Linked DNA regions of Mus musculus: all the other regions are linked to region 2. A link is a contact called in public HiChIP or PLAC-seq and capture Hi-C data. All regions are on one chromosome and are shown on one strand. The core of a region is the stretch at or near the end of the contact, and the rest is flanking DNA. Distances in the headings are between cores, read along the strand shown.

What was found. HiChIP or PLAC-seq counts read pairs in DNA pulled down with a chosen protein or histone mark. Capture Hi-C pulls out chosen DNA fragments and counts their contacts.
Region 1: a contact with region 2 is called in a capture Hi-C map of embryonic stem cells, with 3 times the contacts expected there. The contact joins the promoter of Apon here to the promoter of Zbtb39 in region 2. A contact is called at or near these places in 3 of 39 promoter capture datasets (cranial neural crest, embryonic stem cells and liver), 1 of 115 datasets of contacts at active chromatin or transcription factors (embryonic limb bud) and 1 of 9 other capture datasets (embryonic stem cells).
Region 3: an H3K4me3 HiChIP or PLAC-seq map of bone marrow-derived macrophages shows a contact between it and region 2, with 3 times the contacts expected there. The contact joins the promoter of Pip4k2c here to the promoter of Zbtb39 in region 2. A contact is called at or near these places in 2 of 39 promoter capture datasets (liver and pre-B cells) and 1 of 115 datasets of contacts at active chromatin or transcription factors (bone marrow-derived macrophages).

What each region holds. Positions count from the first base shown.
Region 1 is chr10:128,252,827-128,256,044 of GRCm38.p6, forward strand. It overlaps Apon (apolipoprotein N), which reads left to right and starts at 1,305. Exons shown (of 2, transcript NM_133996.3): 1 at 1,305-1,455; 2 at 1,609-3,075. The coding sequence starts at 1,629. The coding sequence ends at 2,384. It overlaps Timeless (timeless circadian clock 1), which reads left to right. Exons shown (of 29, transcript NM_001164081.1): 29 at 1-115.
Region 2 is chr10:127,738,035-127,741,086 of GRCm38.p6, forward strand. It overlaps Zbtb39 (zinc finger and BTB domain containing 39), which reads left to right and starts at 1,496. Exons shown (of 2, transcript NM_198035.2): 1 at 1,496-1,628.
Region 3 is chr10:127,210,103-127,213,282 of GRCm38.p6, forward strand. It overlaps Pip4k2c (phosphatidylinositol-5-phosphate 4-kinase, type II, gamma), which reads right to left and starts at 1,520. Exons shown (of 10, transcript NM_054097.3): 1 at 1,236-1,520. The coding sequence starts at 1,409.

The DNA.
Region 1 (3,218 bases), core at 55-2,554, 510 kb after region 2:
CAGAGGCAAGAGAATTGCCATGAGGGAGAGGAAAGAGTCATATAGCCCTACGCGTGGGCCAATAAATGTAATTTAAAAAATCAGCTTGATAATAAATATAATTTTTAAAAAAAGAGACTTTTGTTGTCTTCCTCCTCCTCTTCCTTCTCCTCCTCCTCTTCCTCTTCTTCCTCCTCTTCCTCTTCTTCCTCTTATCCACAAGTAACAAGATGCTTCATCTTGCTGACCACAGGGTACATGCCTGTTGGTTCAGCTCCTCATGAGGCTTTGATAAAATCTCAAAAAAAATCCCTTTTACCCACGAGTCTGAGACTGTGTCTTGAAACAAAACAGGTATGGTGGTGGCTCATGCCTATAATCCCAGCACTCTGGAGACTAAAGCAAGAATACTTAGACTATATAGGAAGTTAGGCCAGCTTAGGTTATAAAGTGTCCAAAAAAATTAGAAGGCAGCCAGAAGAGTGATGGTAGCTCATACCTTTAATCTCAGCACTTGGAGGCAGAGGCCTTGTGTTCAAGGCCAGCCTGGTCTACCTAGCTCCAGGGCAGCCAGGACTATCTCAACAAAAAAGTAAATAGGGGTTGGAGAGATGGTTCAGTGGTTAAGAACATGTAAGACTCTCTCCAAAGGAGTAGAATTTTTAGTCCTTGCAACCATGTCAGGTGGCTTACAACTGGCTGTAACTCCAGCTCATCTGGCCTCTGTGGGCATTCGCCTTGAATCCCAGCACTTAAAAGGCAGACACAGGCATATCTCTGAGTTTGAGGCCAGCCTGGTCTACAGATTGAGTTCTAGGACAGCCAGGGCTACAAAGAGAAAGCCTGTCTTGAAACAACAACCACAAAAACCTTACCAAACAAACAAAAAAAACAATAAAGGTAAAAACTCAAAAGACTGCTCTGGTAATAACTTGATTTGATTTGCTGTAGGTTCTATTTTTCAAATTTTTTGATTGGGAAATCTTTAAAGTAAACATGACACATGGACTGGGAATGTAGCCCAGTTGGTAATGTGCTTGCCTAACATGCATAAATCCTTGGAGTTGATTCCCAGTACCACGGCAACTGCACCTGGTTGCAGATTCCCATAAATCCCCGTACTGGGGTTATAGTGGCAGAAGGATCAGAATCCAAGGTCATCCTTGGCTAACTAGTTGAATTCCAAGCCAGCTAGGGCTACAGAAGGCCCAGTCTCAAAAGAGAACAAACTTTCCACTGCCTAGAGGCTACAGAGACTGGACTATGGTCTAGGGACCGCCTAGCCACAAAGGAGGAGCCTTGCCTGTCAGGATGGGGCAATAGCTGGTCAGATAAAGTCTACCCAAAGAGAGGTGGTAAATACTTGTTTCCAGTCATCACCTACAAGAAGTTAACCTCTGGAAGGTAGCCGCTCCAACTAGGGACCTACTGAGTGAGACAGAGAACCACTTCATTCCTCTGCTGCTTGCCAGACAGGTGAGGGTAACAGCCTCTAAGAGGCCCCCTCTTATGTCCAGGGAAACTGAAGTCTCTAATGACCAGGACTCTACCAAACTCTGACCATTCTTGGTGCCTGTTCCTGTTGAATATTTGCGCCCTCCTCACCTGAGCTCTGCTCCTTCACAACAGGGCTGTCCTGTGGACCCACCATGATCCAGGCTGCATTGCTTCTTGGCTGTATCTTACTGTCCCCGGTGACCGCCTTTCCGTGGAAGACGCAGAATGGCAGCCTGCCAGCCGTCACAAGAACTGAACCCACATCAAATGTGCTCCCCAACAAGATTCCTCCTCCAACCCCCATTACCTGTCGGGACCTCTTGTACACGGTGCTCCCCGCTGCTCCTCTGTCTGAGTTCTTGTCCCTCTTAGCCCTGAGAGTTGTCCTGGAAAACATTGGCTGCCCTGCCGAGGCCTACAGTCTGCAGCTTCGGATCAGTGAAATGGGAGGAAAAGACAGCGCGGAAACCCTGGTCCTCCAGAGTCAAAAGAGTAGCCAGGAGGAAGGGATCGGCAACAATGAAGTCATTCTGAGGCATCTGGTGCCATCCCCTGGGGATATGAGGAGGGTCCGGCGCTCAGTTACCCTGCCTGAGGCGTGCACCTATGAACCCGGGTGGGTGTTGTACGATATGGCCCAGGTGCTGCTGGAGACGGCGAACAAGCTCCCTCCTATTGACCTAGTAAGAGAGTTCAAGGCCTCTGTAGTCAATGTCACCCAGCACTGTACCATGGAGTCTTGGGAAAGTATGAATGAAGTAGCCAGGAGGCTGATGAGTAGCCCAGAACTTAAAGACGCCAAGATTCCCGTTGAAGATCGAGTATACCTCGTTGCTCAGCTTGCAGTCGTTTTAAAGCGTATTTTTGTGAACCTTGTGTGGGAATATTTTCAGACCTATTTTGGATAGACACGGCCTCCTAGGCATGGAATGAACTTTCTCATAGCCCTTTAGTAGGTGTGCACACAGCAGCTGCCCACGGTGTGTAGCTAGACGCTGGCTGCATTTTACAAATTCATACATTGTCTTCCTTTGATCCTAATGTGTGAAGACACTTGATATGACTTCAGTCTTTCAGTTTCTAAATGCTATGGGTATTGCAATTTCCCTCTTTAATACTTTTTAATTCCTTGCTTAATGCTTTTTAATTTCCCAGCTGAATTCTGGGCCTTGGTTGTATTCATATTGTTTTGGGATATTAAGGAAAGGAAGGTTTGTTGTTTTGTTTTGTTTTGTTTTTGAGACAGGGTCTGCCTGGGTAACTCTGTCTATCTTGGAACTCAGAGATCCACCTGCCTTTGCCTCCACCTGCTGAGATTAAAGGTGTGCACCACCATGTCTGTATTTGTTCTGGTATTTTGAGATTGTCTTGCTTTGTGGCCATTGCCCTTACTATATAGCCCAGGCCAGCCTCAAATTTATGGGACTCCTACTTCAGCTTTCCAAGTGCTAGAATTATAGACCTGTGCCCTCACTTCTGTTTTTGTAGTGTTGGGGTTGAACCCAGGGACTCAGGAATACTAGACAAGCCGTTCACCACTAAGCCTACTTCTGTTAATTCTTAAACTGATGAGACAAATAAAAAGCTGCTTCTATGTTGAACTCACTGATTTGGGAGCTTTAAGGAAGTTTAATATAAATTCATAGCTCCAGCTGGCCCAGAACTCAGTACAAAATTCATGCTAGCCTTGAGCTTGGAGTGGTCCTCTTGCCTCGGGCTGAAACGTTCTTGCCTGACTTCCA
Region 2 (3,052 bases), core at 246-2,745:
TCAAACTTGCTATGTAGCTGAGGGTGACCTTGACCTTCTGATACTTTCGTGTGGATGGACAACATAGTCATTCCCTGGTATGGCTAAAAGGGAGGATTTTGTTTGTTTTAAAAGATTTACTTATTAATACATTTATTATGTATACAGCATTGTGCCTGCACTTATGCTTGCAGGCCAGAAGAGGGCACCAGATCTCATTAGCGATGGTTGTGAGCCACTATGTGGTTGCTGAAAATTGAACTTCGGACCCCTGGAAGAGCAGCCAGTGTTCTTAACCTCTGAACCAGCTCCCCAGCCCACAAAGGGAATGCTTTTATGGCAGATATGAAAGAGAGAGGACAGATAGGCTGGAATTGGCCATGAGACACAGGCCTGGGCTGGAGTTGTGCCTGGCTGGCAGGCGAGGCAGGATGGGAAGGAGCCAGCCTGGGCTGTCTAGGCTGTGTAAGGACGTAGGCAGGGGAGCTTTGGTTTTATGGCTAGTCTTGAGCAGGATCATTTGATGAGCAGATTCAGGAGAAGGGAGGAGGCCAGTGATGGAATTCTAGACAGGGGACGGACCCGTTTAGGAAGACACCTGGGTTGCCACGGTCCAGGTAACAGAGTGACTCCATCTGGCCATCTACCAGGAAGGAGGGTCCGTTTTGGGCTATCAGAAGAGCTTCCTGGGGATCTAACCTGAAATACTCCATTCGTTAATCATCTACCCCTGGTGAGAGTGTCTGGTGCTGCTTCCAGGAATTTGGCATTGTCACTGGGCTCGGACAAGGAAGTAGGCTCAGATAAGAACGTGAGAAACGGTGACTGTGGGGCTTTGTTTGCTACTATGCTTAATCATTACCGTGTGTGATCTCTTTGTTTACTACTTCTCTTGATTACTTTGTCTTTGGTCTAAGAACCATGTTTTTTGTTTTTTTTGGATGTACCTAGAATGATATAAAAGCTAAAAAAATAAAGTTGCTTCAGCCTCAGCCTCAGCACTGGCTGGAGTCATGTTATAGTTTTGTCAATTTTTTTTTCTTCTTTGCAATCCTCACTCCCTCCCTTGAGACCCGGTTGACTGACTGAGCTGGCTTGGTCAGACCCCGCCCCCCTCACCCCCATCCGCACAGTCACATACCTGCACCCGCACACAGGTTTTTAGAAGGCGCCTATATGTGTGCAAGGCAAGGTGACAAGCAGAACTCAAAAGTGGAGCTCTGGCAAAACCACAGATCCCTGCCCTCAGAAAGCTCGCGGGAGTCATAAATTAACTGAACAAGCACACAGATTTTTGCGAGGCTGTTGGGGGACAGGGTTGGTTGGACCTGCTTTTCACTCCCCAGGCGCCACAGCGAGCGGGCTGGTGTGGGCTCGTGGCTCCGCCCGGCCGTCGGGGGGCGCTGCCTCCTCCCGGACGGCGGGGGGCGCTGCGGGCCGGGCGGCGGGGGGCGCTGCCTCCTCCGGGACGGCGGGGGGCGCTGCGGGCCGGGCGGCGGGGGCGGCCCGGGCCGGCGCGGCGAGCGGCTCGGCGGATGGAGAGTCTGGCCGCGGCCGGCGGCGCCGCCTCCTCGTCGGGCCGGGCACGGCGGGCCGGGGCCTTTGTGTGAGGCGGTGGCGGCGATGGTGCTCGGACCCCGCGGAGCCGGGTAAGCGCGATCGGGTCCAGCCGGACTCCCGCTCGGCCTTTCTGTCGCCCTGGCTGGGCGCGCCCCGCCGGTGTCCCCGGCCGGCCCTGTCCTCCCTCCCGGCGACCGGGCCGCGGCTCCCGGGCCTCCGCTCGGCCGGCTCCCGCGGCGCCGGGCCTGGGTCGCACGGGGGCAGCCCGCGCTGTCTGTGGCGACCGAGGTGCGCCTTCCCGGCGGTGCTGCGCCCCAGCCCGGTGCTGTCCCTGCCCTGGCGGATCGCGGGGAGACCGCGGCACGGGCAGACCTTTGGTTGGGGCGTACTCCTTGCAAGTTGTATATCCATGGGGTGCCCGGAGCCTCCCACCGTGGATGAGTGACCGCCAGGGCCCGGGAGACGCGTGGTTGGTACCCAACAATACTCAGACGAGTGCTGGGCCCCCGGGAAAAGTTGGGAATTGTTGGTAGAACCTGGTGCGATGGAGAAAAGGGTTGTGCTGCTCAGGGCGAGTTGTGCGAAGCACACGCATGTGACTAGTTGTTTCTCCGAGGTGTGCAAGACCTGAGATGGGGGAAAAGTGATGTTAAAAACGCTTGCAGGAATCTTTCCCTTGCTTAAGGCATCCAGTTGTTACTGTATAGTTGGTAAAGACAGATACAACGTACCTAAGTAATGTTACATACCACAGTTGTGTTTGCTTTGGCTATGAGTTTAGCTTCATCCACAGAATACAGTAACGTTTGAGAAATTAGCATCCAGAAGGGGTCTGGGAAGGACCAGAGAATAGGCAAGTATCCCATGAAGGGCGAGGTGGGGATTCAAGAGTTTGAGATTTTGAGGTGGGGCTGGTGGTGGCTCTTATCTGTAATCTAGCATTTGGGAGATGGAGGTAGGAGTATCATAATGCCATCAAGATCATCCTTAGTAACAGAGCAATTTCAAAGTCAGCCTGGGCTACATAAGATCTCAAAAAGAAAAGAAAAAAAGAGCTGAGAGGTTTGTTTGTAGACTGGAAAGGACAGCTATGGCAGACAAGTAAAGGTGCAACCGTTACCTCTTCCTTAGCTGCTAATGGAGCATTGATAATAGTTCAAGTATATTCCTGGCATTTGGCATTGTGAGGAAAGAGAATAGACTTAATGATAGAAAGAAAAACTTGATTTAGGAAGAAGTTAGTAAAGAAACCCGAGCCTGTTGTTTGGATTGTACTGAGGGCTGAACATCCATTCAGTTGGAAGGCTCCTAGCTAGACACATATAGCTCACTCCCCTCTTTTAAAAACACACAGTCTGGCTTTCTACCCCAGGCTATCCTAGGACTCCTGTTATTCCCGTCCCAGACTTCCAAGTGCTACAATTATAGGTATCTACTATTGTACCTGGCCTCTTTTTGTTTTATTTTGTTTTTAAGGATTTATTTGGTTTTTGTTTTGTGTGGATGAGTATTT
Region 3 (3,180 bases), core at 270-2,769, 530 kb before region 2:
CATATGTTCAAGGAGTTTCTCTGTTCTAAATCTTGAGGTTCATGTGTGCTGGCTGGAAAGCGAGGTGTTGATGGTATTTTGCCTAAAGAGCGTGAGGTAGGTCTTACGGGAAAACCCTCCCCTGTATGTACATGTTCCACGGGGATGGGTAAGTCACCTGGAAGGTACTAGGGCAGCCTTATCTCCACTAGTCTTACCCACAGCAAATGCCTTAAATGGAATCCTCGCTAAAGATAATACCCCTGAGAGCAGCCAAGGCAGAAGGGAGCTAACTGACCGCCAGCGATGTTCCAATCAGAACATAACAATGTGGCCTCTTCCTCGCCCCCTCACACCTCCACAACACATCATGTCTACAACCCAAAGAAGTGGTAATCAAAATAGTCCCTGTCAAGCTCAAGATAACTGCATGCTTCCTACTCCCGACCTAAGTAAGGAGAAAACCAGCCATGCCTCACTAGCCTTGGTTCCTCCACGATATCCTCAGGACAGGAGGTGCACTGGGCCCATCGGTCTCAGTTGCACTGTTCCGAGCCCCTTCTGGCACCTAAAGTCCACCAATAACGTCCTTGCCACCACGGCTCCTCAACCTTTCCCTGGTTACAGGTGACTCCATTTATAGCAAACACCATCACTCCAGCCAACAATGGGGACACAGCTAAGCCCAAAGACATATATTAGCATTTCGACCTCAGAGAGGGCATCCCTAGGGTAGAGTGGGGTAACTTCTCTGAAACGCTGAATCTCTGGAAAGGGCATGCAGGGTTAGAAGGTCCAAAAAGCCTAGAGGCATTCCCAGAAAAAGCCAAGGTTCGAAAGTCAAGGGCTGGGGCTCAAAAGCAAGGTGGAGAGGAAATCAAACTACTTCTCTGGCCAGGCAGTAGTACCCAGACACGCTTCACGCACTGTCGCACCCAGACCTCACCAATAACCCTTCAGAGCCACTCCCCTTAATGTCCCTCTGGCTGCAGCCGGATCCTGGCCAGTCCCTGTAGCCTGGGGCTGGACCTGACAGGAAGGAGTCAAGGAACAGAGCTGGATATCAGGTGAAGATGGAACTCTAGGGGAGGAGTAAAGGGGAAGGGGACAGACAAGAGTCTCCACCAGAAGCCACCCCGGGGGACACCGGGGAATGGTGCGCTGGGAACCAGGCCGGGCGGGGGAGAGGCGGCAGCGCGAGGACCCGGATGATCCTCGGGCCAAGGGGCAGGAGCCGGGGTCCCGCCGGTTCTTACCGAGTGAGCGACGCCCCACAGGAACACGCCCACCAGCGGGTCCGCGGCCCGGAACACCTTCACTTTCTGCTGTACGAAATGCTTCTTCTTGGTTTTGGAGGCGAAGCCGAATCCCGGGCCGGGGCCTCCAGCTGCCGCGGGTGCGGTGGCGGGAGGGACGGAGGAGGACGCCATAGTCTCCCGCGCACCCGAGCGAGTGGAAGCGGGAGCTAGCCGCGACTCCGAAGCCCGACCCGGAAGCGGTGCTCACCTGCGCAGCCGTCATGTGACCGGAGGCCCGCCCTCAGGCGCGCGAGCGGGGCGGGGCGGGGCCGGCGGGGATGGCTCCACCCCCTCGGCTGCCGGGCGGTCACCTGGCTCGGGTTGCACTCACAAGGATGCGGGGTTGGCGCTGTGCAGGGCGGCGCTTCTGTCGCTTCCGGTTCTGTCCAGTTTCTAGTGGATGAGCTCTGTCCGTAGGCGAACGTTCTGTTTGAGACCGGTCTCCTTGCTTAGTCCAGGCTGGCTTCAAACTTGCTATCCCCTGCCTCATTCTCGGTATAAAGTTTGGGTATTACGGAAGTGAGGATTGGTCCTCCATGAAGTTGGGGTTGCAGACTCCATGAAGTTGGGGTTGCAGACATGACAAATTTAAATATATACATTTAATTGTTCTATGTATATAGGTGTTTGGCTGGCACGATGTAAGTTCAGTGCCCCGGAGGCCAGAGGAGGGCGTCGGATCCTCCGAACTGAAGTTGTGGGAGCTGGGTGTCAAGTATGGTCCTCTGGAAGAGCTAATGCTCTTTTTTTTTTTTTTTTAAAGATTTATTTATTTATTTACTATATGTAAGTACACTGTAGCTGTCTTCAGACACTCCAGAAGAGGGCATCAGATTTCGTTACAGATGGTTGTGAGCCACCATGCGGTTGCTGGGATTTGAACTCAGGACCTTTGGAAGAGCAGTCGGCGCTCTTAACCACTGAGCCCTCCCTCCCTCCCTTCCTCCTCCTCCTCCTCCTCCTCCTCCTCCTCCTCCTCCTCCTCCTCCTCCTCCTTCTTCTTCTTCTTCTTCTTCTCTCTCTCTCTCTCTCTCTCTCTCTCTCTCTCTTTGTTTTTTGGGTGTTTGTTTGTTTGTTTGTTTGTTTTGTTTTGAGACAGGGTTTCTCTGTATAGCCCTGGCTGTCCTGGAACTCACTTTGTAGACCAGGCTGGCCTCGAACTCAGAAATCTGCCTGCCTTTGCCTGTCAAGTGCTGGGATTAAAGGCATGTGCCACCACTGCCCGGCTAAGTCATGTCTTCATCTTCTGGAAATATGAAATTTTAGGTCATGGCCCCAAGTTGATTTTTTTTTTTAATTCGTTCATTAATTCATCTAGTCAACAGGTATTTACTGAGAACATAATTGGAAGCCACTACCATTTTGGGGCTGATTCTCCTCTGGTTGAAGCAAAGGAAAAATTCTACCCTAGAGGAATTAAAAGTCTAAAGACGCAGACTAGCCAAGGAGAAGGCTGCAGTATTAAGAGATAAGGACATGCCGGGCAGTGGTGGTGCATGCCTTTAGTCCAGCACTCTAGGAGGCAGAGGGAAGCAGATCTCTAAGTTCCAGACCAATCTGGTCTACAGAGCAAGTTCCAGGACAGCCGGGGTTACACAAAGAAACCTTGTCTGGGAAAACCAAAATAAATAAATGAAAAGGTAAATTCAGAGCAAGATGTTGAAAGGCTTCCTAGGGAAAGAGCAGTATACAAAGATGAAGACCAAAAGGAAGACAGAAGACATAAAGACATAAGGCTAGAGACGGGACATGGGCACAGGAGACCCTCTTTGCTTTACACTGCTAGAATGTTTATTCTGACATTCCGGTGGATGACGAACATTGCCAAAATCCGTATACTGATGGTGAGCTAACCCAGTGAAGATGAAATGGCATCTACAGGCACAAGGTTTGAGGCCGGAAG